Regions from separate parts of the Xenopus tropicalis genome. Here region 2 is linked to region 1. Evidence: chromatin contacts called from public Hi-C data. All regions are on one chromosome and are shown on one strand. Each heading gives the region's core, a stretch centred on a gene start, on an enhancer-like site or on the middle of the called end of the contact. The rest is flanking DNA. Distances are from core to core; before and after follow the strand shown.

Evidence for each region. Hi-C and Micro-C count contacts between places; a contact is called where the count stands out from the background.
Region 2: a Hi-C map of neurula embryo shows a contact between it and region 1, with 3 times the contacts expected there. The contact joins two enhancer-like sites. A contact is called at or near these places in 3 of 5 Hi-C or Micro-C datasets (gastrula embryo, neurula embryo and tailbud embryo).

What each region holds. Positions count from the first base shown.
Region 1 is chr1:18,278,297-18,283,791 of UCB_Xtro_10.0, reverse strand. No RefSeq gene overlaps it. Among named protein-coding and RNA genes, the nearest start is that of foxi4.2, 23 kb to the left of the region's middle. Within about 2 kb of position 2,796, at least 1 of the 11 cell types and tissues checked has an H3K27ac peak or open chromatin away from gene starts, as enhancers often do. A contact at or near this core is called in neurula embryo, where this site is marked.
Region 2 is chr1:18,380,583-18,386,077 of UCB_Xtro_10.0, reverse strand. No RefSeq gene overlaps it. Among named protein-coding and RNA genes, the nearest start is that of thnsl2, 23 kb to the left of the region's middle. Within about 2 kb of position 2,432, at least 1 of the 11 cell types and tissues checked has an H3K27ac peak or open chromatin away from gene starts, as enhancers often do. A contact at or near this core is called in neurula embryo, where this site is marked.

The DNA of each region.
Region 1 (5,495 bases), core at 1,547-4,046:
TTTTGGTTGCAGAAGGTGTCAAAGTGTTATATAAATGGGGCAAAATGAGAATAAATGGGCAAAATGTAACGAGTAGATGAAAGAGCCAGTGTTAAGGTGGTCATGGACTTTCCAGGCAACATGGTACTAATTGAGGAAATGGTGAGCAGACATAGACAGAAAGCAAACAGTTGCCTTGCATGTCAAGCACTCATTGTATAACCTTCATGAAATATGAAACGGCCATAGCAGAGATACAGATCAAGGCAACGGAGCACATTCTGAAACTTCTGAAAATGAACACTTGGGCCGTGCCGATTCCCACCTCCTGCTCCCTTAGTCTCACTTTATCTGTCAGCGACCATGTTCTCTGCTCTCCTAATGGTGCCTTTATTCTCTGCCCTCGGCTTGGGTTACCAAACAGCACCCATGAGAAGGGCAAACAGGAAGTACATTTCTGCACGGAGGGCTTCCTTTATGATTACCAACCAATTTAAAGTCAGTGTTAATGACATAATGACTAGTGATGGGCGAAATGTTTCACCAGGCATGGATTCGCGGCGAATTTCCGCGTTTCGCCATTGGCAAATTGTTTCGCGAAATGGATGAAAAAATTCGCCACGGAAAAATTCACCGCACGTCCAAAAATTGTCGCCCACATCAAAATAATTGTAGTGGGCGACAAAATAATAGCCGCGGGTGATGAAATAATAGCCGCGTGACAAAATAATAGCTGCGGGCGACAAAATAATAGCCGCGGGCGACGAAATAATAGCTGTGCGACAAAAGAATAGCCGCGGGTGACAATTTTTTTTGACGTGCGACATTTTCCGCCATTTCGCGAATCTTTTTCAGCGAAACGGGACTCATCACTAATAATGACATGTACATTGTAAGCTCTTTGTAGATTGTAAGCTCTTTTGGGCAGGGCTCTCTTCACCTCTTGTATCGGTTATTGATTGCTTTATATGTTACTCTGTATGTCCAATGTATGGAACCCACTTATTGTACAGCGCTGCGGGATATGTTGGCGCTTTATAAATAAATGTTAATAATAATAATAATAATAATAATAGGGGTAAGGTATGGATATCAGTATTGTATATTGGCATGTCAGGAGTCTTGGGGGTTCGGTTTAAAGGCTGTTTTTTTACAAAGGAATAAATTCCCTGCACAGTGAACACTGGTACAGGTATGGGACCCATTATCCAAAATCCTGGGGTTTTCCGGATAAGGAATCTTTCTGTAATTTGGATCTCCATTGCTTAAGTCTTATAAAAATAATTTTAGTGTTAAATAAAATTGTTTTGCCTCTAATAAGGACTAATTATGTCTTAAGTGTGATCAGCTAAACTGTTTTATTACAGAGAAAAAGGAAATCAGTTTAAAAAATATGAATTAGTTGATTAAAATTGAGTCTGTGGGAGACAGTCTAAAGGCGGCCATACACTGTAGGATCTGCTCATTCGGCGAGAACGCCAAGCGAGTGGAACTTCTCCCAATATGCTCACCTACGGGTGGGAAATATCAGGCTAATTTGATCGTTTGGCCCTAGGCCCAATTGAATTAAACCAGCGGGGATAGGCTCTGTCGGATCAGGGACTGCATCAATGAGCCAATGCGGCCCATGATCCCACTGAAAAATCAAACCTGCCAGATGTCAGTCGGGGGGGGGGGGGGGGCCATCGCTGGTGCCCATACACGGGCAGATAACTGCTGAATCGGTCTAAAGGACTGATATTGGCAGCTGAAATTGGTACATGTATGGCCACCTTTACCATGATTGGAAGCTTTCTATATAACAGGTTTCCAAATAATGGATCTCATACCTGAATAAAAAAATTGTATCCTATAGACATAAACTGTAGAGTCACTTTAGCTTATAGTCACCAGGAACATATTCCCTTTAGTATTGCCATTTTACTGCCCAAAAGGGGGGTTTTAAAACAATTAATCTTTATTTATGGTAGAAGTGGAAAAACAAAATGGCCATTTCTGAGAGATGGTTGGGCCCAAAATCATGGCAAATATTGTAACAGTTTTTCATCATCCTTTGAACACTTAATCTGCCCTGTAAGCCAAAGGGTTCTGGGGTAACAGAGAGGATATGAAGCTACGTAAGCGTATGTGGAGGAGTTGTTTTTAATAAAGTGCTTTCATTTTTTGCAATGATTTATATTGATCGCTATCATATTTAGTGAAGGACTTTTTTTTATTTGCATCAAAACATCAATGTTTTAGTCCCTGCCAGAAGAACTGTTGGATTTCAGTATATAAAAACGGTATTTATTCATAGTTTTTGAAGAAACCGAAACAGAACATGTTGGGCAAACTGAAGGCACTGTTGACAGTTACTTACATTCTAGGGATTCGCTAATTACCGTATTATCCCAAAGGATATTTATTGGGAGATTCATTTATGTCTCATAGTACAATATATATAGTCACAGGAAGGTAAAGCCACCAATAGGCAAGTCATCAATTCAGCCTTTCCTTCGTCTGGCCTTGGTGGATTTCTTCTCATCACCTGTTCTGTTCTATGTTCTATTCTATACAGTAGGTTGATCAGATACCCTAATAGCTATTTTTCTATAGAGAACAACCCCCAGTTAGTTCTGTAGAACAAACCCAAACGTAGGCCTTACAGATACAGAATCCAGATCAATAGAAATATATATTTGGCTTGAAATATCAACAACTGCCACTCAAATGAGGGCTATATACAGGTTTCACGTTACTGTTTACCACACATAATAACAAATAGGCTGACAATGGCAATGTTTACTTTGGCTCAGTGCCTTTGTTAGCTGCCTGGGGTCTGAGCCATAGAGAGAGAGAGGGCCGGGAGTTGTGGGACTCAGCAGGAGTAAATAAACAGGCGTCAGGCCTTTCACAGGAAATAAATGGCTCTCTAAAAGCCAAGTACAGAGATCATTGATAAGTCATTTGTTTGTGGTTGGATAAGCAGAAGGGAAAGGATACTTCTGTGGAATGTGCAATACAAAGCAAGGATAGGCATGGAGCACAGGTGCACTGATTTTTAAATTAATAAATCACAAATAAACCACTTTTGACTTGCAGGCAGTTTAGGCGGAACACTGTGAGATCCCCCTCAGATTCCCAGGAAGTGCCTCGGGCCATACCATCCTGTCACCCCAATTATATTCTCTTTCTGGTCATCAACCATCAATGGAAGTCTATTTGGACAGTACATCCTTCAGTGTTTCTAGGCCTATGTCACCCTAAGCAGACTGGTCTATGGAAGATCAGATGAAAGATGCAGTTTTATGGAGATTAAGGCCAAGGTTTTAGCAGTCCTAAATTATTCCAACAGGCTGTAAGAAAATGCCCCCTCTTTTAGGCTATGGCACATCTGATTGGTAGGGTGGCAATGCAGACTGGGAATGCAACCAGTGTCGGACTGACCCACCAGGAAAACTCCCAGTGGGCCCAGGTGTCAGTGGGCCCTCCTGCTCCTGACCATTTGGCCTGTTTCATGGTTATTCCCTATTTCTGTATGGGAAGAAAGAGGAGAAATAGATGGAAGAATAGATGCTAGCATGTACATAAAAGAGACTAGGAGAATAAAGAGGTTGGGTGAGGAAAAGGGGAAAAATAGTTTGGAGAGTGGGGCCTGTGGTCTAAGGTTTTCTGGTGGGCCCCAGGGGTCCCAGTCCGACACTGAACGCAACATCAGGTGATCTGGTTACCCTTCTATAGTATTGCAAGGCATCCGGCTGCTGGTATAAATGGGACCATTGAACATGACAACTAGGCAACCATTTTGTTAGTCAAAACAGAGGTCGGAGGGGGGGGGGCTAAATATAAAGACAAGAAATAAAAATATAAGAAGAAGAATAACAGTGAAGCATCAAAGTCAGTCTAATTTGTGATTGATGGCTGGATCAGTGACCGCTTATAAGTAGGCAGGATTATTAGTTGCAGGCTGGAACTAGGCAGGATTATTATCCAACAGCCATACAAAATAAATACTAGGCCCATGTATAACGTACAAAAAGTTAATTTTTTGTGCCACATGACAAACAGAGGGCACCAGTTTTGTCTCATCAGTATCAGTGGATCAAGTCAAATGAGTGGGCATTTTTTTAGCTATTCATATTTTTGTTCGGCAGCTCTCCAGTTTGGTATCTCAGTAGCTATCCGGTTGCTAGGTTCTTGTTTACCCTACCAACCAGGCAGAGAAGGGCTGAATAGCAAGATAAGTAATAAAAAGTAACAATAACAATAAAATTGTAGCCTTGGCGAGCAATAGTTTTGGGGCGAAAACACACGGGGCGATTAGTCGCTGCGGCTTTAAAGTAAGTCCTTTGCGGCTCGTGAGTTTTCGCTATGCAGATTAGTCGCCGCGACTTTTTTGACTAATTGCCCTGTGTGTCTTTGCCCCTTAGTCAGAGGCAGAAAAAAGGCAAAATAAACTGTAAAAAAAATTACATGTGTAAAAAAACATTTCATTTTTCACCATTTCGTTAATTTTTCTGCAAATTTTCCAGCAAAGGAAAGTGGACAGATTCGCCCATCACAGCACCCTGCCCACTATACATAATAAGGGCAGGTTATAATACTGCGCTACAGTAATGTGAGGAGCCTCTGGTGTTTCCATGTTTCTTTAATGTCTCACCAGCCACTGAAATACTTCAAAAAATTGTTTATCCCGAACCCATCAGAGCTGTGATTGTTAGGGGAGAAAACTAGTCACGAGGAAGAGGCAGAAAGTGATCCCTGAACTAATTCCCATCTTTTCCTTTGAAATGTCCCCATGTGACTGCTAGCGGGCTGACCTTGCACTGATTGGATAAGCTTCAGCACTTCGGCCCGTCAGTAGTGCCCCCGCTTCTTTCTCACCCTTTGGCCCCCTTTATAATACAGTGGTGGGCTCCATGCCGAAATGATCTGATGGTCCCAACAGTGACCTTGCCTAATGAGTGTCTCTTAAAAAATAAACATAATTTCAAGCAACTTATATGCAATATATATCAATTAAAAAATACACAGCCTTTCCATGATTTTAATGTAATAATATGGTTTGGAACAGTTCCCTAAGCCCCGCCCCCTGTTCCCCTGCTGATCTGGCTGACTACTTTGTGACTCAAATAAAATGGAACAGTAGTCGCCTGTCCTCAGCCTGCCTTCAGCCTGCCTCCTCCCAATCCCACAATTCCCTGCACACATGATGTCAATAAGGAAAGGAACATCCCAGTGCAATGCATTGTGGGTTATGTAGTTCCGGCATGCTGTCTGTAAGCTGTGGAGAAGTTGTTACACTTTGTAACATCAGTGTTTTAGTCCCTCCTCCCTTGCCAGGAATACAAATGATGCAGAAAGGGAAGAACAGTTTTGCAGCTGGATTTCAGCATATACAAATGGTATTTATTCCTACTTTTTGAAGGAACAGATTACAGTGATAGGAATAAAGAGTATCCCTAACATTAATGTTGCTTCATAATCAGTTATAAAAGCTTCGTTGTGGCGTCCCCTGTGTCACAGAAACATTGTGT
Region 2 (5,495 bases), core at 1,183-3,682, 100 kb before region 1:
AATTGTATCTTATGGCTCACACCAATTGTATCCCATGGATCATACCAATTGTATCCCATGGATCATACCAATTGTATCCCATGGATCACACGAATTGTATCCCATGGATCATACCAATTGTATCTTATGGCTCACACCAATTGTATCCCATGGATCATACCAATTGTATCTTATGGCTCACACCAATTGTATCCCATGGATCGCACCAATTGTATCCCATGGATCACGCCAATTGTATCCCATGGATCATACCAATTGTATCCCATGGATCATACCAATTGTATCTTATGGCTCACACCAATTGTATCCCATTGATCGCACCAATTGTATCCCATGGATCACGCCAATTGTATCCCATTGATCACACCAATTGTATCCCATGGCTCACACCAATTGTATCCCATGGATCACGCCAATTGTATCCCATTGATCACACCAATTGTATCCCATGGCTCACACCAATTGTATCCCATGGCTCACACCAATTGTATCCCATTGATCACACCAATTGTATCCCATTGATCACACCAATTGTATCCCATGGATCACACCAATTGTATCCCATTGATCGCACCAATTGTATCCCATGGATCACGCCAATTGTATCCCATTGATCACACCAATTGTATCCCATGGATCACACCAATTGCAGTGCTCACAACACAAGGATAGATACAAGGGCTAGCCATTCTTTTCAGAGACACAAGAGTACCAAAATTTGCAGCTTTGTTCATTGGGCGGGGGGGTAGATAACAAATGGACACCCCACAAGTGAAAAGCATTTTCCTTTATTAGGAATGGCTGGAGGCTGTGGCTGAATGTATGACAATAATGGAGTCTTAGGCAAGGCTGAAACTACAAGCTGAGTTTAAGTTGGTGTTGCACTTTTTACACATAACAATTGCACATATACTGCCATATTACTTGTGTGTGTTTAATCCTATTGCTTTGGCTTTATAGCTAGATTAGCAACACCTCCCAACTCAACACTTTTTAATAAGACGGTGTAATTTCACAGTTGTCCAGCAGAGGTCACACAAACCTAAAGTATCACTGTTACCAGTTCATTGTGCAGCTTCCATTAAGCTTTCCCATTGGCTCCCCCTAGTGCTCCAAGGTAGGAGCCCCAAACTTAATTACAGATACACATCCCCAGCAGTGCCATTCCGGGCATTTAATATATATATATGTGCAAATCTGCAGTTCTCACTTGGATCAGACATCAGAAGGGTGAACATTATACTATTTGGGTGCAGAAGGATTCTGAATAGCATAATATTGCATCCAGTACCCCCAGCAAAGTATATTTCTGGGCCCCACTACCTGCAGGAGGATTGTGGGCCAAGTGCAAGGTGTTGGGGGACCAGTCAGGAGGGGGAATAACAAGATCTTTCTGTGGCCCCTTCCCATTGGTTCTCCCCCACTGTTGCAGCCACAGGGTCTGATTCTCCTATAGTTACACCACTGACTTTTACATGAAACTGAAATAATATCATAAAGATACCAGGTAGTAGTATTCCTGGTCATTTTGTTCTGTACCTCAATACAGAAGTGACAATACAGCTGCAATCCGACCAAGAGACTTCCGCTTCAGTTGGAAGAATTTGGGAGTTGCAGTCCAACAACCGCTGCAGGCTGGTCATTTTAAACTTAGCAGTTGCATACAACAAAACATGTTGTATTTAGTATATAAATGCATTCACATATAGGTGCCCAGAGCAAATGCCCTCTCTGACCCCCTTAAAATAGGCCCCTGTGGGCAACCCCTGCATGATGGGGGCTGCTGGGTGAGGAACTCACTACTGGATACTGTGTTTATCCACTGGGGCACAAGTGCCATGCTGGGAGGTGGGCTAGCTGGCATTCTGGGTACGCTCATGTTGATAGGCTGATAGAAGTATATTATAGAATGTCCTATTCCAAGCAACTGGTCTGCAATTATATACCTTTCTCTTTTACATCTTCACAGCTTTCAAATGGGGGTCACTGACCCCCGGCAGCCCAAAAACGACTGCTCTGCGAGCTTACCATTGTTTTATTCTTGTTACTTTTTATTTATTATCTTTCTATTCAGTCCCTCGCCTATTCGCGTTCCAGTCTCTCAATAAAACCACTGCCTGGTTGCTAAGGCATGCAAGGTCCTAGCAACCAGATTCTGCTGAAATGCTGAAAAGAGCTGCAGACCAAAAAAAGCGAAATAACCGAGGATTCGCACAAACAGACCCCTTCCTGTACCAGTACCAGGCCCAACTGGTCAGCTGATGGCATCTATGTGTCCGTTAGCACCTTGAAACCAGACCTTCCCAAATAGCTGTCCTGCTTGCCACCTTGCTTTGGAGCTCCCTGTGATTGATGGCCCCATCCGTCTTGCAATTTGCCACTTGTTCTCTATGACTGACTGCTCACATGTCTCCCCCAACAAGATCATGTCAAGGAAAGTTCCTCGGCACCTCTGATTTATCACCGTGCAGAACTGGAAGAGTGATCTGAGCCTGGCCCAGGGCCCCGCAGCCAAGGTTTGGGGGGGGGGGGGCGACATTTCCTTGTGTGACAGGAATTTACTAAAGTGAATCTTCTCTGCTGTACAAAGTCTAGAGGTTTTGTGATTGATCACCGCCCTTTCCATAGAGCTCACTAGAAAACAAACAAATAACAGATTATGGCACCTAATTGTAAGGTGATCTTCCTGGGGGAGAACAGCAGCATTACCCATGATGTACCCTACTGTGCCTTTAATTATCAAATAATCATTTTGGGGAGAAAAAAAGTCAAAAAACCAAACTAATGATACATTAATTGGCAATTTATGATACGTTTAATGATTGTGATATTCAGTCCAGTAACATCTGGGCACAACCCAGCATGCACAGAGACACCTACAGGTCTCCCTACTGGCTCTCCCCTTACTTGGAGAGCAACACAAGCACCATAAAAGTTCATGGAGGAGCCAAATAAGGGCTGTGATTGGCTATTAGGGGCCTCTATGCGCCCTATCAGCTTACAGGGGCTTTATTTGGTAGGAAATCTTGTTTTTATTCAACCAAAACTTGCCCCCAAGTCAGGAATTCAAAAATAACTCCCTGGTTTGGGGGCACTGAGAGCAACACCCAAGGGGTTGGGGAGCAACATGTTGCCCCTGAGCCACTGGTTGGGGATCACTGTATTAGAATGTCCATTCCTAGCACTTTGCAATTGGTCTACTTATTTTTTTTTATAGTTTTTGAATTATTTGCCTTCCTCTTCTGCCTCTTTTTAGATTTCAAATGGGGGGGTCGCTGACCCCAGTAGCCAAAAAACTATTGTTTATTGAGGTTATAATTTTATTTTTATATTTTATTACTTTTTATTCATTGTCTTTCCATCCAGTCCCTCTCCTATTCATATTCCAGTCTATGTTTAGTAAAGTTGCAGCTGTTGTGCCTGTAGTAAGTACGGCAGCCCCATGGGACCATATCTGAGCAATGAATATCTGCGAGGCGGCGTATTTAATTGTTTGCAATCATTCCCATGTTAGTGGCAGAGATAGGATGAATGAGGAGAGATAGAGAGGGGGGAGGGGGGGGCAGACAAAGGGCCAGTGCTTATCTTCCCCAATTAGCTGCATTATTCCTTATCACTAATGACATTCTGGCCGGAGCACAAGTAAATGGAAGTATTTCAGGCCTCAGGCTGTGCTAGTGATTCTCTGGCACTTGGGGAAAGATGGCGGCATGAAGCAGGGGATCATGGCTGTTCTTTTTAGGATGAAGACACACTGAGCTACTAGTAGCAGCTACTTTTTCAAGGCTACTAAATTCCCCTGCCATAGACAATGCTGAGAATTGCCAAGTAGCTGCTACTAGTAGCTCTGTGTGTCTTTACCCTAAAGGTGGCCATACACGCACCGATATTATCGTACGAAACCTCGTTTCGTACGATAATCGGTGCGTGTATGGTATGTCGGCGAGTCGACCGATATCGCAGGAAGCTGCTGATATCGGACGACTCGCCGATCGGACCAGTTGGAAAATTTTGATCGGGCGCCATAGAAGGCGCCTGACCAAAATTCTCCCTTCAGATCTGAATCGGCAGAAGGAGGTAGAAATCCTATTGTTTCTACCTCCTTACCTGCCAATTCAGCCCTGAATGGTGTGTGGCACACCGATGGTCGTACGAAACATCGTCAGATCGCCACGTGTATGGCCACCTTAACACCTCCATTTTGGTTTGAAGTGGAAACAAAACATTTTATGAGATGAGATTATTTATAAAGTTACCCTGTTCTTTTTTTGGCCCTGCCACCACTCGGCTAGAGTTGTACGTCAGTAACACCTGTGGGGGTACGGGCTGGGCCACATTATTCTCACCATCTTGTCTTGCACCTCCATTAACTTTTATGGTGCTTGTGTTGCTCTCCAAGTCTTTTTATGTTAGACTGTGGCTCACAAGTAAGAAAGGTTGGGGACCTTTGGTCTATGGGATTATTGCCAATGGGATATTTTAATTTGCCCAGTAGACATGTGGCCAGTTTTATTGTTTATCATTATAACGATATTGGTATAAAACCTAGAAACTGCTCTGGTAACCATGGAACTAATTCATTTTTGTGCAAGATTTATATGCCAGACACCACTATATAGCACATAATAGGAGTTTGTTATGTTTCATTTAATTGGAAGGGCGTTCACATTAGGGTTATTTACTGCTCTAGGTGAGAGTTAGCCCGGGGCTAGCCCTGTTTGTGATGATGAGGCCAAACTCATTTCTGTATTCCCAGCGCCTGACTGATTGCTCCAGGTTGGTTCCCAGCAGCTGACAGACAGAGGCCAATGCCCCACTAGCTGCGGCGGCCATGTTACAGGAAGTGACAGTGTATTCAGTTTGAAAAACAGTGACGGATAATGACAAAACACTTGCACGGATCTTTTGTGTGAAGCTACTAGCCGTGCTGAAACGTAAACAAACGAATGGTGGCCCAGCGCTCTCATCATTGCCGGGGGCCACTTTGGCTACAGACTTGTGTTACAGTTTTCCCTGAGAGAGGTTCCTACAGACTGCCCCAAGGCCTCTCACATCCTGAGCCCAACATTCTTCCGCAGATAATGGCTGCACTTTACAGCTTTATCCAGGCCCGGACTGGCAATTTGTGGGTTCCGGCAAATGCCAGAGGGGCTGCTGTAAAGTGCCATAGTCACTCACTATTTATTGGGCTGCTGGGGGGCTGTTTGGGCCTCTGTGTAGTTGCCGAGCCTGCTGCCGCCCTCCCCAAAGTTTTGTAGCTTAGTAGCTTGCCTTCGTATGCTTTCTATGTTCCAAACCCCAAAACAGGGGATACTGGAAACCATTGATATTCTCTGTGGGTTTTCTTGCTGAGTAAAGCAGTGCTTCTCCCATGGGTGAGAGATCATCCAAAATGCGTTGCTATGTAAGGTCAGCCAAGCATCTCCCCGTGTTTCATGATATCTCGATCATAGGGTACTGCTTAACTGCATACAAACATACAATTTCATGGTCAG